2 separate regions of the Gossypium hirsutum genome follow, and region 1 is linked to region 2. A link is a contact called in public Hi-C data. All regions are on one chromosome and are shown on one strand. Each heading gives the region's core, a stretch centred on a gene start, on an enhancer-like site or on the middle of the called end of the contact. The rest is flanking DNA. Distances are from core to core; before and after follow the strand shown.

Evidence for each region. Hi-C and Micro-C count contacts between places; a contact is called where the count stands out from the background.
Region 1: a Hi-C map of leaf shows a contact between it and region 2, with 3 times the contacts expected there. The contact joins the enhancer-like site here to the promoter of LOC107901197 in region 2. A contact is called at or near these places in 13 of 34 Hi-C or Micro-C datasets (anther, callus, hypocotyl and 3 more).

The regions. Positions count from the first base shown.
Region 1 is chrD06:9,569,340-9,574,048 of Gossypium_hirsutum_v2.1, reverse strand. No RefSeq gene overlaps it. Among protein-coding and RNA genes, the nearest start is that of LOC107901199, 4.2 kb to the right of the region's middle. Within about 2 kb of position 2,833, at least 3 of the 9 cell types and tissues checked have an H3K27ac peak or open chromatin away from gene starts, as enhancers often do. A contact at or near this core is called in hypocotyl and leaf, where this site is marked.
Region 2 is chrD06:9,455,302-9,459,890 of Gossypium_hirsutum_v2.1, reverse strand. LOC107901197 (DELLA protein GAI-like) reads right to left here and starts at 2,099. Exons shown (of 1, transcript NM_001326900.1): 1 at 356-2,099. The coding sequence starts at 2,094. The coding sequence ends at 487.

The DNA.
Region 1 (4,709 bases), core at 1,584-4,083, 110 kb before region 2:
TTGTGGAAAGCAAGTTTTGGAATTGGGTGCACCGAAAATGGTCGAACCGACTCAAAATAGACTCTTTGGTAACCCACAAGCATATTAATCTGGTTTTAACGTTTGACCTAACCTCTGTTTAGTCTTCTAATTTCGACCCTAAACCAGGCTGCTTTCTTTATTTCATTTCAAGCCAAACTGGAAAATTTTTTAATACCCTGACCCTGTCATGTGGGTCATCACTCATGAGTGTTTTTAAGTTTTAAATAGGTTTGAAGGATCAATGGAAAACAACATGATTAAGATAATAATGATATTTTAGAGCCACAACCGTACACAAGAAAATAAATTGAATTTCGATACCTACAAAATCATTAGAAAGAAAGGAGCCTTAACCCCTTCGGCCATTGGCAGCTTGCATAAATTACTTTGAGGTCCCTGCCCTGTGTTCTCAAAGTCGTCCCATTAATGGAGTTTTAACCGATAGAGAGTAATTTATTCCACTAGATCTCACCTAATATTTTACAGGCCATGGCTAGCTTTATGTTACCATGATGAATATCCAGTTGACCTAAATACAGTTCACCTAAACTTTGCTTCATTCATGATGACACTTTATGTGTTTTAAGGTGGTTAAGTCGACAGGTCTTGGTCTCAGTCTCACTCCAATGATAATCAATTCAATATGAGTGTTCTTAGTGCGCTAAGAAAGATACTGCCGAACTGTCTTCACTTTAATATACTGAGTCCTCGTTGCTCATCACCCAAAAGGTGAAAATAGCTGATATAATGTATATTTAATGATTATCTTAAAGCTCAAGCCAAGCAGTTTCTTGCCTTCTAAGTCCTACATTTGCCCACATTTGCAGTAGAAAGTAGTCCTGGAAAGGGAAAATATAAGTCATAAGGGCAAATTAAAAGCTAGTCTTAGAATATGGAAGTGGCTAACCATTTAACTTGTATGGCATTCCAAGTTCCAACCATAATCATCTCCAATCGAACAACTTAGATCCCAAAACTCCATCTTGTTGTTGGTTGGATCAGCCAAGATGACTTTTAACTTTCAAGTTTCCTTTAAATAGACAACCATCACTCGTTTATTTCTCACCAACCTCAGCGGCATCATAGATTGGGTGTAATTAAATCACATTAAAAGTAAAAGATTGATTCAACAATCTTTCTTATAACAAGAAGTTAATATTACTTATAATCTCAAAATACATCTAAATTGTTAAGTTGTTTTTGATCATTATTAGCTCCATCTAATGATATATTTGTCATATGTGTTATCGCACTCTAGATCTTTTTTTATGTTATTCATTCATCAAGTTTGATTACTTTTTGGAACATAAGTAGCTCCAATTTTTTTCTTTCTACTTCGAGGCGCATTGATTATTAATACATTAAAGTATACAAGTTATTCATATATAGTTTATTCACTTGCTCAAGATTAAAGTAAGCACATAATGAATGTCTTAAGAGAATTAATCTATATATGGATTTAAGATTAATTTATCTTTGGTTTAGTTTAATGTCCTTTCAGGCCGGACTAACACATCTATATATTTACTTAGCTCACTTCAGTAGCCAACACAACTATCTCCTTGTGGGGATTTTAAACAATATAATAGTTTTCGCATAAGTTACTTGCTCCTCGTAACCCCTTGAACTATGAAAATTTTCTTCCAAAATTCAAAATAATATTTGTGATGCAACTTCTTATTAGTTTATCGTAGGTAATTAATTAATCATATTTTCTTATACATGTAACAATTGAGGACATATCGGCATTGATATTTGTATATTTCTACAAAGAATCAATTTTATCATTTTATTAATTCATCAAATATGATGAAATTATTACACTTGGACACAATCATTGTATTATTGTTATATAAAATATTTGAAAACCATATTTTATGATTATTAAAATAAATTTTAAGCAATAATATTTAGTAGTTGCATAATTTAATACACAAACAATTAAAGGATTTGATGTTTAAATTATAACGTTTCGATTGGTTTTCAACCAATACTTGTTGTTACGTAATGGTTTTGGCTTGTGTTAAATGTTTTGTAACAAAATTTGTAGTTATTAAAACGATTAAATTAATTCATTAATAAAATAACTATATTTGGTAATTTATATAATTAAAAACAAATTTTGTATTGTGAAAGACATTTTGGGATAGAACTTGATGCAAGGATAAGTTTTTTTGTAGTTGTAATAAGTTTTGGCATTGCTAAATACATATAGAAATAAGCGATGAGAAAGTAATGTTACATTTGGTGGCATATTCTCTCAAACAGTATCACAATCCAAGGCTTTTATCACTTTGTCCAGCATCCACTTAAGCAACCAATTGAGTATTCCGTAATATGATATCCTTTTGCAATTGGCAGCTGCAGTTAATGTTGCATGATAGATGAACATACTGAAATCTTATGTTTCTTTATCACACATTGCACATTACTAGATATGATCGATTTCTATGTCAAGACAAGTGTCCTATTCAAACTAGCTATGCATCCTTAGAACTGAAGTTTATAGAACCACCCAAAATGTCATCCAATTCTAATCCACCTAAGACAGCAATCACATGGCCCTGCTTTCCCCCTCATCTCTTGCATTTAAATTAGCCTAAGCTAGTAAAACTGCTTGATATGGATACTTGAGTTGGTTCACAACCAATTGCTTGCTCATTTTCTTGCATTTCAATCCAATAATTGCAGCCCAAAGCAAACGCAATCTTTATGAATATTTGTCTCTTGAAAGACACTAATAAAGCGTTTGTAGTCCAACGGTTAGGATAATTGCCTTCCAATCAATAGACCCGGTTCGACTCCCGGCAAACGCATTTCAGAGAAGCTTCTTTTTTATTCGACCCCGGCAATATAAAATGAGCCCAAATTGATAAAATGAAACAAAGTGTAGCTTTTAATTTATATGAATAAAGAATGGTTGGGTTTGCATTTGGTTGAGTAGAGTCACTTAAATGGGCTATTACACCAAAATCTACTATGGTTTTCTTTAGACTCCTAAACAAATTAATATTGGGTTCCTGCTATTACAGAGAAGCAGGCTAAACAAGAAATCAACCTCTGCTACACGAATTTCGCCATTCTACACTAAAATGTTTGTCATTTTAGTACAATTTTAAAATGTATTAAAATAATAATTTTGATCGGTGAAATCAGAATTCAAGTAAAATGGTACCATCCTTGATTTAAAATAATCAATTAAAATTTGATATTTAAAAGAATTTCCCTATTTAGAATAAAATTGTAATGTACCTAACACAGCAATGGCATGGGCCTCTTTACCCTCTTCTATTGCATTTCAATTAGCCTAAGCTAGTAAAACTGCTGGTTATGGATACTTGGGTTGGTTTACAACCGTACACTCTCAAATCTCACACCATACCAATTGCTTCCACATTTTCTTGCGTTTCAGGGGAACCTTTAAAGTCTCTTCATTTAACAAAAATCTATATTTTAATCTGTAAAACAAATAATATAAAATGTTATAATCTAGTATATATTAAAATCTTGATTGAAATGGTGTCATGAATCAATCAGAGACACCAAATTAGTTGAATAATAACAAAATACCATTGTTTACAAAGTAAATTATATTATTTTAAAAGTATTTTTTTTTACATCTTTTACGTTAAAAATAGAAGAATATACACATAATAAGATTTGAACTTAGGACGCTATAATTTTGAATATCTTTATCATTTCAACCAAAGTCTCATTTATTTTTATATTAATTTTTTATAAATATATTTGTTACATCATTCTATTTTCACCCACATCTTGAGCGTATCATATCTAGTATTAATTATGATGTGACACTTCATTAATTTTATGAATAATCCCTTTTAATTTTTTTATGGGTAAATTCAACTTTGATGTAGCTGACAAAACAGTCAGTCTGATTTCAATTCAGTCACTCACCTTTCGAAAAATAATAAATCAGTCACTAACATTATCGAAAAATGACAAATCGGTCACTCATTAACATTTTCCCTCACAGGCTTAATGGGATCGCTGACGTGGCCAGTTAACTAGCTGATGTGACCAGTAAAATTTTAAAATGGGCCAGTAAACTAAAAGATCCTTTTAGTTTAATATGAAATTTTACTGTCCATCCCAATTAACAGCAATTAGTCCTACTGACCAGTAGGATGTCACGTCACTTTTTCATTACGTCTGTAATGAAAAATAGTTAAAATAACTGATTTGTTATTTTCGAAAGTTGAGTGACTAAATTGAAATCAGAGTGACTATTTTGTTAACTGCCCATATACTAAATATATTAATTCAAGTTATATACTTATATTTAGTCTATATTAATATAAAAAAATTGACAAAGTTTAGTAATTAATTGGGTATTATTTTAATTAGTGAAATTTTATAAAGAAAAGTAAATAAAAACAACATATAATTATAAAGATTTTTAGTTTTTTTTCTTTTTACTATTTTAAATTAAAAATCATATTTAAAGTTAAAATAACTATAGATATTTTTAAACACCAATATTTTTAACAGTCAACAACTTCTAATTTTCATTAAAAAAAATTTTGGTGAGAGTAATTGAGAAGTCTTCTTTTTATATGAACTGAATTTAATTACTGGATTAATTTAATCTTTTTATTATTAAAAAGAATTAAATAATGTCATACTAGAACTTACCTAAACATTTACTATTTAAAAAATGACAAGAA
Region 2 (4,589 bases), core at 850-3,349:
ATGCACATAAAGTTGTGTTAACAAAATTTTTAGAAATTTAGTTTTTTAATTATTTTATATAAATTCTTTACTTTTTCATTATTTATTAATTTTCTATTATAAATTTTAAAGTTGTTTTATTAAATTTGATTAATAAAAAAATTTATAGATAAAAATTAAATTTATCTATTTTGAACATTATTCATATATCAACCGATGTAATCGATATGGATCAAAATTTACATCGGAAAAAATAATTATTCTGATTTATTACTAAAATAATCCAACCGAAAACCGAATACATTGCTACTAATTGCATTACCCAATTTAAAGATAGATCGAGAAAAATGATTCCTAAATAGCTACGAACAGATTCTCCTGAAATAAAATTTTATAGAAAATGGTTTGGTGAAATGCATTGAAAGGTAAAAAAGATAAAAATTTCAAAAGATAACCAAATTACTCTGGATTTACAGCAAGATCTTAGTTACTATTACCCTGCCCCTACTATGAAGATGACATATGATTATCCCACGCTGGCACGGCTTGCCAAGCCGAAGCCGCGATGAGAGGGCTGCTATGCCAACCAAGACTCAAGCACCCTTCATTTTCTTCCACTGAATACCCTTCCGCCGAGAACAATGTGAGTAACATGCTAGCCTGTTTAAACGCGTTGGACCCCAAACGCAATGCCCTAAACCCGGCTCCACTCAGCCGTCTCCTCCATTTAGCCAATGGCTCGTGCCTTTCCACTCGAGCCGACCCTTCACAGCTCACTACGTTCCCTATTTCCCTCTGAATGTATATCTCGGCTAAAGCTTTTTCCGGCTGAATCCTGCAAGCTTCTAAAGAATCGAACATCGTTGAATAATAATAAAGAGCTTCCGTGAACCGGTCCAGAAAACCGGGCTGATTGTGGTTTGCTTCTTGTTCCACCACTGTCATAATTTTCGGGTTTAAGCCCCGGATCCAGCTCAACACGGTGTCGATAGGAGAATTCCGGGTCTGTTCGCATCCGAGTAAACGGTGAAGCTGCATGATGGAGTTAACTGCCACCGCTTCTTTTGGATTCACCTGAAGCATCCAAGGCTTAACGTCTTCCAGCCTGGAAGCCGCGACTCCACGGAAGGCAAAGCGGACGTTGACGGACCGAGCCAACTCAGCGAGTCGTAAACCGATCTCGCGAAGTGAGTCACGGCCATCTGGTGGCGGCGGTCCAATGCCAGTCAAACGGAGCAAAGGAGGTCCGCCAGGACGTAAAGCCAGGGCTTGTATCAAAGCTGGCCATTGTAGGCCGTGCATCAAATTGAAATCCACCACGTGTACGCAATCGTGACCGTCGAAAGCTTCGAGGATCGCCTGATTGGCCGTGAAGTGAGCGAATTTCAAGTATGGACAAGCTTCGTAAAAATGATGATACAAAATCTCGTTCTCAAAAGCCGAACCACCGTTGACAGAGCCACCGCCCATTCCTTGGAAAATACGTCGGCTTAAAGCGTCGATAAAATGTCCGGCAACTTTACCGATACCGCAAATGGTGTTGACATGAGTCAGTAACCCTTGCATGTCGTCGATCAATGAAGTAGCCAATGAGAGATCTCCACTTTGGACGCACTCAGCACAAGTCATCAACATGTGGACCAGCCTTATACCCGAATCTTCTTCCATGGCCGTGACAACCGTCAACTGATTATCCAAACTCTGTTGCTCGTCGTAAGTAATATTCTGGTGCACCTGCGGTGTATGAGGTTCGGCGGCGGTCCACGCGCTGTTTACCACCGTTTGATTGTTTACAGGATCCACGATGAAGTCGGAGGAGCAAGTGGGAGGAGGCTCAGCGAACTCAGTTAGCAGCGAGTCGACCCAGCAGGCCAGATCAGAAGGGTTATAGAGTATAGCATCGGAGGCAAGTTGAGAGAAATCTGCAGGCGAATTACCCATGGCGGTTTCGAGTCGTTCCAGTCGCTGAGCTACTTGTCGTAGCTCCGACGACCGGACTTTATAACCATCAATATCTTGCTGCGGTGGCTTGGAGGAGGAGGAGGAGGAGGAGGAGGATGATAAGCTGCCACTGCTACTTCCCGCTGATGACGAGGTGGAGTCGTACCGCAACATGATTCAAATTAAAATTAGCTTCTTGGTTTTCAAATATTGAAAGAAGGGGCAGATCTAGCATGGCCCAGAGTTGGGGGAGACAGAGTGAGTAGGAAATGGATGAAAAAGAGAAAGTGAGAGAGTAGACGAAATGAGCAGCGTATCCATCTTTTTAGATACTTTCTCTTTCCTCATTTTTCATTAAAATAGAAATTTAGTGAGTAAAAATTTTCAAATAAATAAAATTAAATTGCAGAAACTTGGTCGAATCGTTTATATTTGTAGATGCTAAAAACATGGAGAGGAGAACTTTTTTATTCCAATCTCATTTTAGACTTACACCAATTGCGTTACTCATCTTGCACATATCTTTTGCACACCTAAACTGACTTTACAGTTCCAGGAGAGTGCAACAACAACATAAATTACGCAAAATAGAGTTAAAATGTTTGTACCGTCTCGGTACTTCTCTTGGTTATTGTTCATTTTTATTCGTTCTGTTTAGAGTTGTAGAGAAATCAAAATCAAATGCCGAGTTTAAAAACAATTTGTGTGAAGCTAGAAATTGGAAATGAACTTTGAAGAAACCAGAATTTAAATAGTAGGAAAAAGCAAAATTTGAAAATAACTTCCTATCAATGCCAGATACATTGGGATTAAAAGCCAACTTATTTAAAATTAAAAGGAAAAAGGAAGGAGTTAAGCGAGAGAGATGACAAAATCGGGGGGGGGGGGTTGAGTTCTGATCATCTACCGCTAACAGCAAGAATTGCAGACACTAGTTAGGACCATCTTTTGTTGAAGAAGATAGATTATTTCTTTGAGGGAGAGTAAAAATATTCATCACAAAAATTATTTAATAATGGTAATGTTTAGATCACAATCACTTTTAACTCTAAATTTCTTCTTATTTTCTGCCCTAAACCACACCAATAAATTAAAAACAAAATTGCAACTCTTCAGCTTTAATATAGGAATTAGGAAGAACAATATCCAAACCAAAGATAACTTCGAAACTCTTCCCATTTCTAGGTCCATAAAAAACTACTTTCAAAAATAAACAGAAAACAAGAGATTTGAACCTGTTCTAAATCTAAATCTAAAGCAGAAGCAACTTTAACTACTTTGAGAAAAGGAGAGTCGCCATTCGACTCCAAATATTAAGAAATACTTAGCAAGATGTTAACAAAGATGTCATAATATTTCAGATGAAAAGTTAAAAGAGTGCATTATACTATACTTACTTTGAAAAATCAATCCTCTTGAGGACGCAACATCGTGCTAGTTTCTTCGACACTTTTCACGAGTTCTACCAACAACTCCTTCCATTCATCAATGGAGGAACAATACATCTTAATCTTTTGAAACCATTTCAGCTTCTTATTATTTCTTACACGGTAGACCTTGTGATGGTGGATGAGTTCTCAAAGTTGAAAATCAAATTCACCGGTGATCACTTTGTGTGTCTTCTCTTCATGGTGGAGATGATAGAAAAAATTCAAAGCTTCCACCATCTGCATCCTTCTTATCTCTAGTTCATATAGCTTTGATTTTGTCTTACCAAACTCGATTTCTAGTGCAACAATCTCATGTTTCAGTTCTTCTAACACCCTAGGCCCGACCCGATTACTAGGTCTGAGTACCTGATGATACAAAGACCCGAATGACTTGATGATATTTCTAAAACAAATCTTTTTACTTTCTCAAACATTTCATTTACACCTTAAACTATATTGTCCTACACAACATCTAAAAGATACTGTCTTACAATCTTATTTAAAACATTGAATTTAAATCTATTTTTTTAATGACTTCGACTAAACCCCCAAGGCGTGGCCTTTAAATGAGAGCCCCTCTATATCCTAAACGACATCCATGCCCTTCCCATGACTAGCAGTGTCTGCTTGGTCCCTCCACTCCATTTTCGAGTCAAAACCCTTTACCCTGTGAAAACGTATAATTTCATAAGTTCAAATTAACATAGTGAGATTCTGTGAAGCAGTACAATAGCAATATTTCATAGTTTTCAAGAAACAAAATGTAAATCAGAGTCATCAACTCCCTGTTTAATCATCTGTTTATCGCAATTTGTACCAGCATAATCTCTGTCTTGCCCTCTTTTTCTCAACTTACCCATGGAGGACTTATTCTCTATCTCAAGTGTGAGCTTGTTCTTTACGATAGTAGCTCTCACATTTACCCATCCTCTTGAACGAGAAATTCATTACCCATTACTGACTTTCCCTACGATCCCCTAGATTTCGGATTCTGACTCTGATCTGTCACACAACTTCATCAACCTGTAGTTCTATATATATTGGATGCCGACTGCGCAGGTGCCTTATCGTCCTAGCAGACTTATACCTTTCGGTTAGCCTTAAGCTACTAGTTTGCCCTGTTTCAGTCTTTTGTGATCTTCAAACCATAATCCCCGCTACTTCTGGGCGGGTCGTTCTCCAAAGGCAGCCCTTGTGGACTTATTCATTTTCGATAAACCTTTATCTGTGGGCCCATAG